Linked DNA regions of Mus musculus: region 2 is linked to region 1. Evidence: chromatin contacts called from public HiChIP or PLAC-seq data. All regions are on one chromosome and are shown on one strand. Each heading gives the region's core, a stretch centred on a gene start, on an enhancer-like site or on the middle of the called end of the contact. The rest is flanking DNA. Distances are from core to core; before and after follow the strand shown. Region 1 holds the start of Rabep1 (rabaptin, RAB GTPase binding effector protein 1). Region 2 overlaps Rabep1 (rabaptin, RAB GTPase binding effector protein 1).

The links. HiChIP or PLAC-seq counts read pairs in DNA pulled down with a chosen protein or histone mark.
Region 2: a contact with region 1 is called in an H3K4me3 HiChIP or PLAC-seq map of bone marrow-derived macrophages, with 2.6 times the contacts expected there. The contact joins the enhancer-like site here to the promoter of Rabep1 in region 1. A contact is called at or near these places in 1 of 15 datasets of contacts at CTCF or cohesin (CD8 T cells), 6 of 484 Hi-C or Micro-C datasets (bone marrow-derived macrophages, cumulus cells, macrophages and 2 more), 11 of 115 datasets of contacts at active chromatin or transcription factors (CD8 T cells, the HPC-7 cell line, the SCID.adh cell line and 4 more) and 2 of 9 other capture datasets (adipose tissue and pancreatic islet).

Annotation. Positions count from the first base shown.
Region 1 is chr11:70,842,103-70,848,744 of GRCm38.p6, forward strand. Rabep1 (rabaptin, RAB GTPase binding effector protein 1) reads left to right here and starts at 2,659. Exons shown (of 18, transcript NM_019400.3): 1 at 2,659-2,906. The coding sequence starts at 2,873.
Region 2 is chr11:70,888,504-70,895,145 of GRCm38.p6, forward strand. It overlaps Rabep1 (rabaptin, RAB GTPase binding effector protein 1), which reads left to right. Exons shown (of 18, transcript NM_019400.3): 5 at 5,066-5,185. Among named protein-coding and RNA genes, the nearest start is that of Rabep1, 47 kb to the left of the region's middle. Within about 2 kb of position 3,293, at least 16 of the 459 cell types and tissues checked have an H3K27ac peak or open chromatin away from gene starts, as enhancers often do. A contact at or near this core is called in the HPC-7 cell line, bone marrow-derived macrophages and macrophages, where this site is marked.

The sequences.
Region 1 (6,642 bases), core at 1,409-3,908:
AAACTAAAAAGGAAAGAAAGAAAGAAGAGAAATGATATAAAGTGGGGAGGGAGCCCTAAAGGAGTGCCTGGGTTGAGTGGAAAGGGGGAGGTGGGGTGTATATGACCAAGATACATTGTTTACAGCTATGATATTGTCATAGAATAAGAGATACCCTATTACAAATTAGGTGGAGAGAAACTGAGAAAGGTACTTGAGGTAGACTTCTGACCTTCACAAGTACACACATGTATCCGAAAACGTGTGAACAAATATACACAAATATATCACACATCACACAAATTTAAATGTCAGATGTAGTCGTGTATACCTGTACTCACCATACTCAGGAGGGTGAGAGTTTGGGGCCAGCCTGGGCTACAGTTTTGCTGTCTCAAAACTAAAACCAAACAAGACAAAACAAAATCATCTCTGTTGATGAATATGTGGGCCATTTATTTGCTGTATAATGAAATATACTGCTGTAAATATTCTTGTGTATGTCTTATCTTTCACATACAATCTAATTGACAAGTAATTATTTCATGTTTTATTTCTTGATTTCCTTCAGAATGAGAATTACAACTTCTGTAGCTAATGAAGGCTTTGAGCATACGTTAGTTTTCTCTAGTACATATCTAGGAATGGCATCTGGTTGTTGGGTCTTAGGGTTTACATAAAAAATATGAAATGGGACTGGGGTATAGCTCAGTTGGTAGAGCACTTGCCTAGAAGGCACAAAGTTCTGGATTTGTAATCCTAGCATTTGGGAGGTAGGAGAATCAGGAATTCAAAGTTAGCTTGGGCTACATGAGAACCTGTCTTAAAAAAAAAAATTAAATGAATATGAAAATGTATATAATTCTGGTACTCTTTGCTTATTTCAAAATGGCCTTTCCAACTTTTGACATAGGGGCCTCTGAGAGTCCCTACCAGATGTGTGATCATTTCTGAGTGACCTTGGTCTTGAGGACCGGGTTGCAATCCTGATTACCAATGGCAATAAGTACGGTATACAGTCAGTGGAAGGAGTCCCATCTGTGGAGGACATCGCCATCTGCTATCTTTATGGCTCCTGCTTCCTATTCAGTCATTGCAACAGGACAGATGATTACTGAGTGGCCCTACTGGGGCCAAAGGTCTCCCTGCTGAGCGAGGATTTGCTCACTCAGGAAGGTTAGAAACCAGGGGGAGGGTGGAAACAGGCTTCATTTGTTCTGTCAAAGGCATACCAGGAGATGTTAATTGCTTAAAAGTCTAAATATAACCCCCCTTCATCTTAGTGGGACCTCAGGCAAAAGTACAAACAGATGACTACCTATTTAAAATTATAAACCATTCCAAAGAACTGTGAACCTTACTAGAGCCTAGTCTTCTACTTTGACTAAAGTCAAACCATTAATGACTATTATGGTTTGAATGTAGGCATCTGCAGTGACTCTGGAGCAGACTTGAGCTTAGAACTTTTAGAATCAGAATAAATGAAGAAGAAAAAGAAAGAAAGAAAGAAAGAAAGAAAGAAAGAAAAAGAAAAAGTAGGACCTAGTAGTGGTCCAACCCTGAAATCTCAGCTTCTCAGGAGGATGAAGCAGGATTGCAGACTCAAGGCTAACCTGGGCCATTTAGGGAGAGGGTGTTTCAAAATTAAAAAAACAGAACAAGAACTATTGCTATAGCTGAGTAGTGGAGTGCTTGCCTACTATGCTTAAGGTTAAATCCCCAGGACTGCAGGAGGGAGAAAAAAAGACTAGCATAGATCCCTGGCCTTTGGGGGTATGTGCACTTGAATAAGCTGGTGAGAGGAGCGTAAGCCCTGGCTGGGCTCCTGGTCTGTTGCTTGTCTTCCTTCTTTCCTCACCTGTCTTGCACCACGAAGGATCTGTGAACACACAGAGCAGCTCAAATGTGTAAGTGCTGTGCCACCTCCTCCAAATGCAGCTGCCCTCTGGCACGTTGAGAAACGTTTACACCCTGTCTTATAGAAAAATGAGAGACTACAGCTTCAGCTACCCAGGGAGGGAATTCTGGGCTCATAGGAAGGCAGGTGGACTTGGTCCTGAAGTGCCAGACTGTGTAGACCCCTTGCCCTAGGAAGGCAGCAAGGTCTGAATGAGGCTGGAAAGGAAAGTCTGGAGTCTCCGTATGGCTCTCTTGCCCAGGCAGAAGGGTGGCACTTTCTCCTGTCAAGAATGCAAGCACTGCGTCTGGCTGTATCTCCAACAGCTTCTCTGGGCTGATCACGTTAAAGTCAAACATAGTCGCTTAATGGAAAAAGTGCATTGGCTTGCACATCTGGGGACCAGACCAAGTTCTGGCCATAACAATTCTTCCTACTTTATATCCTCATTTAAACTTTTCTTAGCCGCTCTACTTTTCAAGGTTATGAGGTTAAGGGACTTTCTCAAGGACACACAACTAGGCAAAGTAGCGGCTGGGTTCGCGTGCACCCAGGGTCTCCTCACTCAGCTTGATATTTTTGTCTGTGTCCTGGGAGCCAAGAGCTTGCACAGTCTTCGTCTTTGCAGCCGCCAGTCTCCAACACCCATAGCTCTCTCATCAGCCTCCCTCTGGCTCCCAGGCCCCGGACCCCTCCTCCCTGGTCTCCCTCCCTCCTGAGGCCCCGCCCCTCCCTTAGGCCAGCGTCACGTGCCGTCCCATCCCCCCGCGCCTGCGCACTGCTTATTTCCCGCTGTCAGGATGAGGAGGCGGAGGTCGGCGCTCCGGTCCGTCTCTGCCCGAGGCTGTGGCGGCGCCGGCGGCTCCAGCCTTAGCGGTTCCTCCCTGGGCGGCGGTGGCCGCGGCTCGGTCGACGCCTCCTCCGCCAGCTGAGCCCGCGGCATCCCGGGACGCCGCTTCCCCGCCCATCCCCGTTCTCCGAGGCCGCCCACTGGCCATGGCGCAGCCGGGCCCGGCTCCCCAGCCTGACGGTGAGGCGCCCACCATGGCGGGCGCGGCCTGCCCGGCGCAGCGTCGTGGGGGCCCTTGGGGGCAGGAAGGGCACGCGCGCGGGCCCGGGGGTGACCCACGGACTGGAGGCGGGGGCGCGCGGGCGACGCGTGCTGGGGCAGCCGGGCTGGGGAGGGAGAGGGAGGCGCGCGCGGGCGGCCGCGGGGAAGGGCGTGGGGAGGCTGCAGGGAGGGAGCCGGCGGAGAGGAAGGTGCGGTGGGATCAGCACGTGGGTTCCTCGGGTGGGGAGGATGGAAATGGAGAGCATGTGCTATATTCCTTAAAGAAAACGCGAGCCCTCGCCTTGGTAGTGGCCGTGTGCCCTCTCGCCCCACCTCCGCTCCCGCCTCCTCAGGCCACGCTCCAGCGCTCTTTGCACCGGACTTGTAAAAGTAACTGTGATCCTAAGCATTGGGTAGCATTCTTTTGAGTGGTTGTGTTGCTTCATGGTAAGGCCGGGCTCATATCTTAGTCTCTTAGGGCCTCAGTTTCTGACGAACGAAGAGCGCTTGATTCATGTCTCTTTATCGAGAAAGATGGGCAAGTCTTGGGCCAGGCGATAAAGATGGCAACGTTCATCTGTAAAAGGATAGTTTAGTATTATTTCGAGAGTGTTAGGGATGAAAAGGTGCTCGAGTGGGCCGAAATCGAGGAGTCAATCGTCTTCTCCATTCCGTCTCTACCGTTCAAGCGATGGGGTCTCACTTTGTGGACCATGATGACCTGAAACTCCTGAGCTATCCTGCCTCAGTTTCCTGAGTAGCCAAGACTTAGACGTGCAGGACAGACTGTCTTAATAATGCTCATATTGGAAGAAAAAAAGGGCCTTGTTCTAAATAAGCCATGATGGTTATTAGAACCCTTTATGACCTTTAAACCGACTGAGCTCTGCCCCAGAGTTTTGACCACATTGTTTCAGGTGTTGTTGTCGTCAACCGGGAGTTATGTTTGGAAAGAATGTGCTCCGTCCTTGGCAAGATCTTACTGTATCTAGTTGGGAAAGTTCTTTCAGGTGTACTTTTCTAATTGGCTTTTGTGCTTAGCATCTTTACCTGTAAGTAGAATGTTGGGATGTGGTGGTTGGCTCAGGAGGTTCTTGGCCTTTTCCAAGAGTAGTCTCTTGAAATGATCTTTTGTGAAAACCTCTGTTTGTTCTTGCGGTAGGGGAACTGGAAACAATGTTATCAGATTTTGAGACTCTTGCTGCTCTCTGGGAAGTGTTCTCTAAAGATTGTTAGCCTCTAGTTTTGGGTTTTGTTAGTTGCCTAAGGGGTAATGTCCAGCCTAGACTTTAACTTGCTCGATGTTTCTATTCCAATAAAGAGAAGGGAGGTGTTTCTGGTGGGCTGTCAGGAAACAGGGATGTTTTTTGGACCTTCTTTTAACTCTCACCTTTTGTATTTGGTGTCAGGGAGGAAAACTTTACAAACCCTCCTTGTTACTGCAGACAGAGGCAGAATACAGAGAAAGCTCTGACTTCTGGTAGGTATGCTTAACTGGCTGCTGCCTTCCTTTGCTTTCCATGGACAACTCAGGTGACATGAGTCTGGACTCTTAATTTCCTGCCTCTTTCAATATATGAAATGGTCTTCCCTGCAAATAGGCAGAAGTGACTAAGCACTTCGCAGAAGCGAGGAAAACATTAGCTTTGAGGAATCTCATGTTCTTGCTATTCTCAGTGCAGGTTTACTTCCTATTTTTCAAAATTTAAGACTATGGAATGAGATTAAGTAAAATTTTTAAGTATACGTTAATGTAAATGGACAAAGGTATCTATCAGTTCATGAAAGGGGAGAGAATTTGGTATGTTTGAGTTCTTTGTGCCAATGTCTGCTTACAAGTTCATCTTGCGGAATTAATTGTTCTCTTTAGTTGAGTTCATATTGACAACTTTAATTAGAAGCGCACTTGAATTTTTTAGACCTGCTGAGTTAAAAAACAAAATTATTGGAAAATTCCTTTGCACCAGACCAACAGTAAAACATAACTGCTTCGTCCGCTTTCCCGTCATTTCAGAAGCAGTGCCGAATCTTTTTTCTTTTTGACATATTTTCTTTGTTTTTTTCATGAGGATATTAAGGCATATTAAGAGTAGATTTGTTGGGCAGTGGTGGCGCATGCCTTTAATCCCAGCACTTGGGAGGCAGAGGCAGGTGGATTTCTGAGTTCGAGGCCAGCCTGGTCTACAAAGTGAGTTCCAGGACAGCCAGGGCTCTACAGAGAAACCCTGTCTTGAAAAATCAAAAAAAAAAAAAAAAAAAAAGGAGCTTTGTGTATAATTGGCAAGACAAGATGTAACCTTTTTTTCTTATTTCATAATTTTTGAAGGTTTTAGTTTTAATGGAGCACTTTGATGGATGCCAATTAAGTTATTTTCCATTGAGAATTCAAAGACAAGTATAAAAACTCTCAGATTTCAGTTTAAGCTAAACTACATTTTAGAAGCATTTGTCCTGATTTTACTTCATTAAAATTAAAATTTTAAAAATGACATTTATTTGTGTGTGCTTGTGTACATGCCTTGAGCATGTGTGTGGCTGTCAGAGGACAACCTTTGGGAGTTGGTCCTCTCGCTTCATCATGTGGGCGCTGGGAATTGAACTCATTGGGCTTAATAGCACTCATGTTTACATGCTGAGTGATGCCACTGGCCTTTTCTTTTGTTTTTGTATAATCCCACCATAAGAAATTGAATGTGGGGCTGGAGAGATGGTTCAGTGGTTAAGAGCAATGGCTCTTCTTCCAGAGGACATTAGTTCAATTCCCAGCAACCACATGGTGGTTCACAACCTTCTGTAATTAGGTGTGATGCCCTCTCTGTCATGCAGACATACAAGAAGACAGAACATGCAATATACATAAATAAATAATTAAACAAAAGTTTTATGTTCGAAAAAAGGATTTTGAATGTTTTCCCATAAAGAAAATGATAAATATTTGATGGTATAGCTATATTTAACTTCATTTATACATTTCATCATATATGCTAGTTTCAAAACATTGCAGAGCACCCCTATTGATGCTTTTACTTTATTTTTATGTACATGAATGTTTTTGCTTATATGTGTGTGTAGCATGTGCATGTCTGGTCCTCTTGGAAGCCAGAAGAGGGCATCTGCTTCCCCTGGGACTAGAGTTACAGATGGTTGTGGCTGGGAATTGAACGGGAGTGTCCTCTGGAAGAGCAGCCAGTGCTTTTATCAGCTGAGCCATCTCTCCAGCACTTCATTGATGCTTTAATATAGTAGAACAAAAGGTATTTTAAGAAGTAGAAGTGTGGGGCTGGAGAGATGGCTCAGTGGTTAAGAGCACTGACTGCTTTTCCAAAGGTCCTGAGTTCAAATCCCAGCAACCACATGGTGGCTCACAACCATCCGTAATGAGATCTGACACCCTCTTCTGGTGCATCTGGAGACAGCTACAGTGTACTTAGATATAATAATAAATAAATCTTAAAAAAAAAAAAAAAGAAGAAGAAGAAGAAGTGTGGCCGGGCATGGTGGCGCATGAATTTAATCCCAGCACTTGGGTGGTAGAGGCAGGCAGATTTCTGAATTTGAGGCCAGCCTGGTCTACAGAGTGAGTTCCAGGACAGCCAGGGCTATACAGAGAAACCCTGTCTTGAAAAACCAAAAAAAAAAAAAAAAAAAAAAAAAAAAGTAGAAGTGTATTCTCCCCATTTCTCAGAGTTGAGATTTCTGTTCTGCTTTTTATTCA
Region 2 (6,642 bases), core at 2,043-4,542, 47 kb after region 1:
TTTGCCACTTTAAAAAAGTTTTAATTTTTAAGCTAGCTTTTATTTTTATAAAATTTATTTTGTGTGTGTGTGCGTGTGCACGCCCGATGCTAAAGGTAAATGTCGGGAGTCTTCTCTATCAATTCTTTTTAGTTACATTTTTGTGCCATGTTTTAATTATATTTTTGTGTTCCCCAACTCTTTCTAGATCCTCCTCCCATCCCTCCCCACCCAGCTTCATATTTTTTTCTCTACTTTTCAAAACCAAAACAATCTCCCTTCTCCCAAATGAAAATCAAACAAAAACGCAGGAAGACCCAAAATACCAAAATACCAAACCAAACAAACCAAAAGGACACAAAAGAAAGAACACAGAGTCTGTTTTGTGTTGACTTACTCCTGGGCATAAGACCTGCCTTAAAGTATGGTTGATATACCCAATGGTACTCCATAGGAAAAAGCTGATATCCTTTTGCCAGCAGGTATCAATTGCAAAGAGCATTTTGGTTAGGGGTGGGATTTTGTATCCATTTCTTCTCCCTGCTGGGATTTTGTCTTATTTGAAATTGTACAGATCTTATGTGTATTGTCATAGTCTCTGTGCATTCATTCATATGTGCACCAGCCCTGTTGTGTCTAGAAGATGCTGTTTTCTTAGTGTTAACTACTACATCTTGCTCTTTCTTCTGCATAGTTACTTGAGTCTTCAGGGGTGGGATTTGATGAAGACATCCTATTTAGGGCTGAGTGCTCCAAATTTCTCACTTTCTGCACATTGTCCATCGTGGTTCTCTGTGTTAATAATTCTTATCTGAAAGAAGCAGCTTTTCTGAAGAGGGTTGAATGATGCACTGTTCTGTGGGTATAGCAATATGTTATTAAGGGTCATTTTATGGCTGTGTTCCTTTAGCAGAAATAGTAGTATGCTTTCCCCTAGGCCAGTGACCTATTTAGTTCCAGGTTCTTGGCTACTTCAGCAGTGTCAGGTATGGGTTCTGTCTAAAATGGTACAAGCAGCTGGGCATGGTGCCGCACGCCTTTGATCCCAGTACTAGGGAGGCAGAGGCAGGCGGATTTCTGAGTTCAAGGCCAGCCTGGTCTACAAAGTGAGTTCCAGGACAGCCAGGGCTACACAGAGAAACCCTATCTCGGAACCCCCCCCCCCCAAAAAAATGGTACAAGCTTTAAATTCTGTTGGGGCAGGGGTTGGGGTGGGTGGTTACTTTTATATAATTTGTACCACTGTTGCACCAGTATATCTTGCAGACAGATCACTCTTCTGTCTGTCTGTCTGTCTCTCTATTTATCTTTTACTTACTCACTTTACATCCTGTTCACTGTCCCCCTCCTTGTTACCCTCTCTCCTTCTCCTCTGAGCGGGTGGGTGCACCTTGGGTATGCCCCCAATCCTGGCACTTCAAGTCTCTGCAAGGCTAGGTGCTTCCTCTCCTACTGAGGTCAGACAAGGCAGCCCAGCTAATAGAACATATCCTACATACAGACAACAGCTTTTGGGAAAGCCAAAAGACCAGTTGTTTGGGACCCACAAAGACCAAGCTGAACATCTGCTTCGAGGTCTAGGTCCAGGCCACATCCATACCTCCTGGCCTTCCCCACACCCAATTTTGATCCTTCATACTCTCCTGGTCCCGTCTCCCATCCAGTTCTCTCCCTCCATCCACCTTCCATGACCATTTCATTCCCTCTTCTAAGTGAGGCTCAAGCATTTTTGCTTGTACCCTCCTTCCTGTCCAACCTCCTTGGGTCTGTGGAGTGTAAGATCCATCCATTTGCCTGTTCATGATGTCTTTATTTTTCATAGCTGAATAGTATTCCAGTATTGTTCCATTATATAAATGTATGACATTTATTATTATTTAAGATTTATCTTTGTTTTGTCTTTTACAGTTTCATACATGCAAACAATGTATCTTGGTCATACTTATTTAAAATTCCTAGTTCCCATCCCTTTCTCCATCTACCTTATTTTCTGTTTTGTCTTTCTCTTTCTTTTTTGAGACAGGGTCTCTGCATCCCTGGCTGGTCTGGAACTTTCTATGTAGACCAGGCTGGTTTGAGATCTGGCTTCCAAATGCTGAGATTAAAAGCATGTGCTGTAAGAGACCGAAATCACTAAAGAAAGATCCAGACTCAGTATGCAAAAACAAAAAGCTTTTATTCTGCAGAAACAACCAGCATGTGGGGGTCTACCATTCTTTGAAATGGCGATCCCAGATAAAGGCATGCAGGCCTTCTTGTAGGGAACTGAGGAACTCTAGAAGGATTAGGAACTTAAAATTTCATTGGTGGTACTAGGGGGTGTCAGGTGATCAGTGGTCTTCATTCCTGTGTCATGAGCATTCAACCATGTGATGAGATAGGATTGACCAGCACAGATGCCCATTCTGAGATAAGATATTTCCCCATTTTTGTGGTTATCCCCAGGCTGTTCTTTGGGAGGGGATTTTATGATCTTGTTCTGGATTTTATGGTCTATTCTTAGAGCTGGTGTCTTATGACCTAGTTTCTGGGACTTATGGTCTATTCCCGAGGCTGGTGCATTAAGGCCTTTTTTGAAATCAGGCCTAGTCCTCAAAACGGAGCAAATGGAGTCCTTAAATGGGGACAAATGGGGCTTTATATTGTCTTTTCAGTGCCACCACATTGGGTACTTTACTTTTTGAGACAAGGTTTCTCACTGAACCTGAAGCTCACTACTTGGGCTAGATTGACTAGCCAGTGACTTCTAGAATCTTGCTCTGCTTCCCAGTGCTGGCATTACAAGTATGAACGGGAACACTTGACTTTCTACATGGGTCCGAACTCAGACCTCATGCTTCTTGTGTGGTGAGCCCTGTACTGATTGAGTCAGCTCCTAGGCCTCTACACATTTTATTTTAGTTTTTTTTTTTAAAATTGTTTGTATATGTATCTGTGTAGGGTACATATATATGAATGTAGGTGCTTATAAAGACCTGAGATATTGGATCTCTTGGAGCCACAGTTACAGATAGTGTGAGCCTCCTGATATAGGTGCTGGAAATCAAACTTTGGTCCTCTACAAGAACAGTACATGCTCTTAATCTCTGAGCCATATCTTCAGCCCAAAATTTTATTTTTAGGAGTTTTTTTTAAATATAAAAATGTATGATATTGTACCATTTCAATATACTCCATGCCCAGTTTTCTTAACATTGTACCATATAGTATTGTTGTCATTACTAACAAAGGTTATTCTTTGTGTTCAGATTGTGTTAGTTTTTACCCAATGTTCCCCCCTCTTTTTTCTCCCTTCCTGTTTGAGCCTTCCATCCAGGAAACCACAGGGCATTTGGTCATGCAGTCACATGGTTGTAGGTGTGGCTTAGCTGTAGCAGCTTCTCAAGTTTTCTTTTGATTTTAATGACCTTTCTGCTTCTTTATTATTATTATTATCTGTGTGTATGCTGTTCATGTATGTGTTCAGACATGCATGTGGGGGGTCAGAGAGCCACTTTAGGGAGTCAGTCTTCTCCACTGGATTCTGGGGTTTGAGTTCAGGCACGCACAGCTGGTATTGTTACCCACGGGACTATCACATTGGCTACACTTGGTGCACTGTTAGTGGGCTCCATAAAAGTTTGTTCACATGACACCCAGCATGGAAGTTATGAGGTCTTCTGCATTAGTATATACGATACATGGCTTCTCTCTCTCCCTTGCCTGTTGATTTTGTCGGGAAACCTCTGTAAGCCCAAACAAGCCTTGACTGTGAAGACATTTAAGCTAACATGTCTTCCAAATAGAATTTAGTTCAATATAAAATAAATAGATCTTTGTAAGGATCAGGGAACAAAGTGACTCTGAAGCTCTCTTTATTTTTTGTGTTTGTGTGTGTGTGGGTGGGGGGGTAATATTCCTCACATTAGTCAATGTATGCATTTTTTTTTATTCTGAACAATTTAAGTAAGTCTGAGCTTGTTTACATTAGGTAAATAAAGCTAATTTTCATTAGTAGCAGGAGTTCCACCTTTTTAAATCTTTATACTTTTTGTTTACTTAATGTTTATTTATTTTGTCCCTCACAATATAGACAGCCTGAAACTTGCTATCTTGACCAGACTGGCTTCAAACTTGCAGAGATCCACCTACCTCTGCCTCTTGAGCACTGGACTGAATGTGTTTGTTTTTGCTTTTTGAGGCAGAATCACACTCTGTGGCTCTGCCTGACTAGACTTTACATGTAGACGTGAGTAGGCTCCACTTGAGTGTGTCCTCTTGCCTCTGCCTTCTGAGGGTACACCCAGCTCTTGAATCTGCCTCTCATAAATGAGAGGTTTATAACTGAGTTACTCGGTAAAGAAATCAGCTGTGTTACAGTGAATCTATTTTTCTATTTACTGTTAAATTCTGAGTGAAATATTTGCGAAAACCATAATTGACATTCATGGTAATAAACTACTTAAAAATGGAATTGGCCCTGGGAGCTGGAGGTAGAGGCAGTTGTCAGACACTGATGTTGTGCTAGGAACTGAACTAGGTTCAGTGGAAGCACAGTGCATGTTCTTAGTGCAGAGCCATGTCCCTAGCACAGTGAAGCTTTGTTCTGAAGAACATGCATGTCATTTGCCAGAACCTAGGGCCAAATATTATCAGATATCAATAATCTATATTCGAAAAGACAACTATTGTACTGTCTCATCTCGTATATGGAATCTAGGGTGTTTGTGTGTGTGTGTCTGTGTCTGTGTATGAGAGAGAGAGAGAGAGAGAGAGAGAGCGAGAGAGAGAGAGAGAGAAGACAGGTGGGTAAAGGAAGAGTGAGGAGAGTGAAATGAGGGCGACGGCTGGTGCTAATGCAGTCAAGTACCTGATGGACCGGAAAGAAATGGAGTTTTGAAGGCCATTATTTTGTAAATATAACAAATGCATGTTAATAAAAATTCAAAGAAAAAACCCTGAAGAAAAGGATTGATACTCAATCTCATGAATGCTAATAAAGTGTGTACTATAGTTGTTATACTAATTTTAGCAAATAGGTAGACCAGGGTTTCTTAGAAAAGCCATAAATTAGTAAATTGTTGCGTTTAATTCTTTGTAATCATAGGCCCAAGAGGATGCTGAAAAGCTTCGTTCTGTCGTGATGCCCATGGAGAAGGAAATTGCAGCTCTGAAAGATAAACTGACAGAAGCTGAAGACAAGATTAAAGAGCTGGAGGCCTCAAAGGTTGTGAGATGCTCTTACCCATCTGCTCCAATGCCGGGAACAAAATTAGGATCACTTAAGAAGCGGTGCTGGGAAGTCATTTAGCCTTGTGTCTTAAGAATCTTATTTTTTGTTTTAAATTCAGAAAAGCAAAATGAAAGCAAACCCCCTCTATCATAATCTGGCCTTTGGTTATTTAAACTCTCAGTGATGATGCTTATTCATGAATGAAGACTGCTGTTCAGTGGCTTATTTTATCCAAGTGAGACTCAACCTCAATTTTCTCTTATTCTTTCCCCCCCCCGAACCACCCCTTCTTGGTTTACTGAAACAGAGTTGGTCTGTGTAGCCCTGTCTGTCCTGGAACTCGCTTTGTACACCAGGCTGGTCTTGAACTCAAGAGATGTGCCCACCTCTGCCTCCTGAGTGTTGGGATTAAAGGTGTGCACTACCACTGCCTGGCCCTCCTTTTTCTTTTAACAAGTTATCTTTTTTGGTTTATTCTTGTAAGACAGGGTTTCATGTAGCCCAGGCTGACCTTGAACTTGCCGTGTATTCAATACCTGTTTTACATGGCTCTCTCAGGGCTTTAGGCTGAGAACTCTGACAACTGAACTACATTCCTCGCCATAGTTTTCTTACAGAGGAAAAAAAATCAGTTTATAGTTGACTATTTCCTCGTTCTAGTTCTAGAGATCTTTTAGAGAGGGTGCACTTCCTATTGGCTATATCCACAGCATGGCTGGGATGTGGCTCCTTGGTACAGTGCCTCTCTAGCATGCTCAAGGATGTGGCTCCTTGGTACAGTGCCTCTCTAGCATGCTCAAGGCCAAGAGATTTATCCTCAGCACTGCATAAGCTGAGCATGGTGACTGATGTCTTATAATAGGATGTCGAAGCAAGAGGACCTGAAGCTAAGGTCGTCTTCAGCTCTATTGTGAGTTTATATCCATCCTGGATTACATGGGATGCTGCCTTTAAAAAGCCAAACCAAACAAAAAGTGAAGTGGAAATATTAATAGGGTATTAAAATTTTTATGTCAGTTTTTAGTGCTGGAGATTGAACCTAGAGCCTCACTGAAGTATGTTAAGCAAGTGCTCTACCACTGCGGAAATTCTTTAGTAATGAAAGAAAATAAGAGATTAGAGGTGCAGTTAAGTGTTGACACTTGTCTAGTACACGAGGATCTGGGTTTGATCTTTAATACTAAAAGTACTAAAAGAAAATGGGGTCAGCAAGATGACATGACAGATACAGTTGCTTGTCTTCGAGCCTGATGACCTGTGTTTGATCTCTGCTGTCCATATGATGAAAAGGAGAACTGATCCCTAGAAGTTGTCTTTTCATCTGCATCTGCCCCAACTCTGTCCCCCAACTTTGAATAGACGTGTTTGAAAATAAATCTTAGAAGAAGAGTGTAAGAGATTGTAAGAAATGAGTAAAAGAAGGGGCAGGTGGAGTCCTGACTTGCAGACAT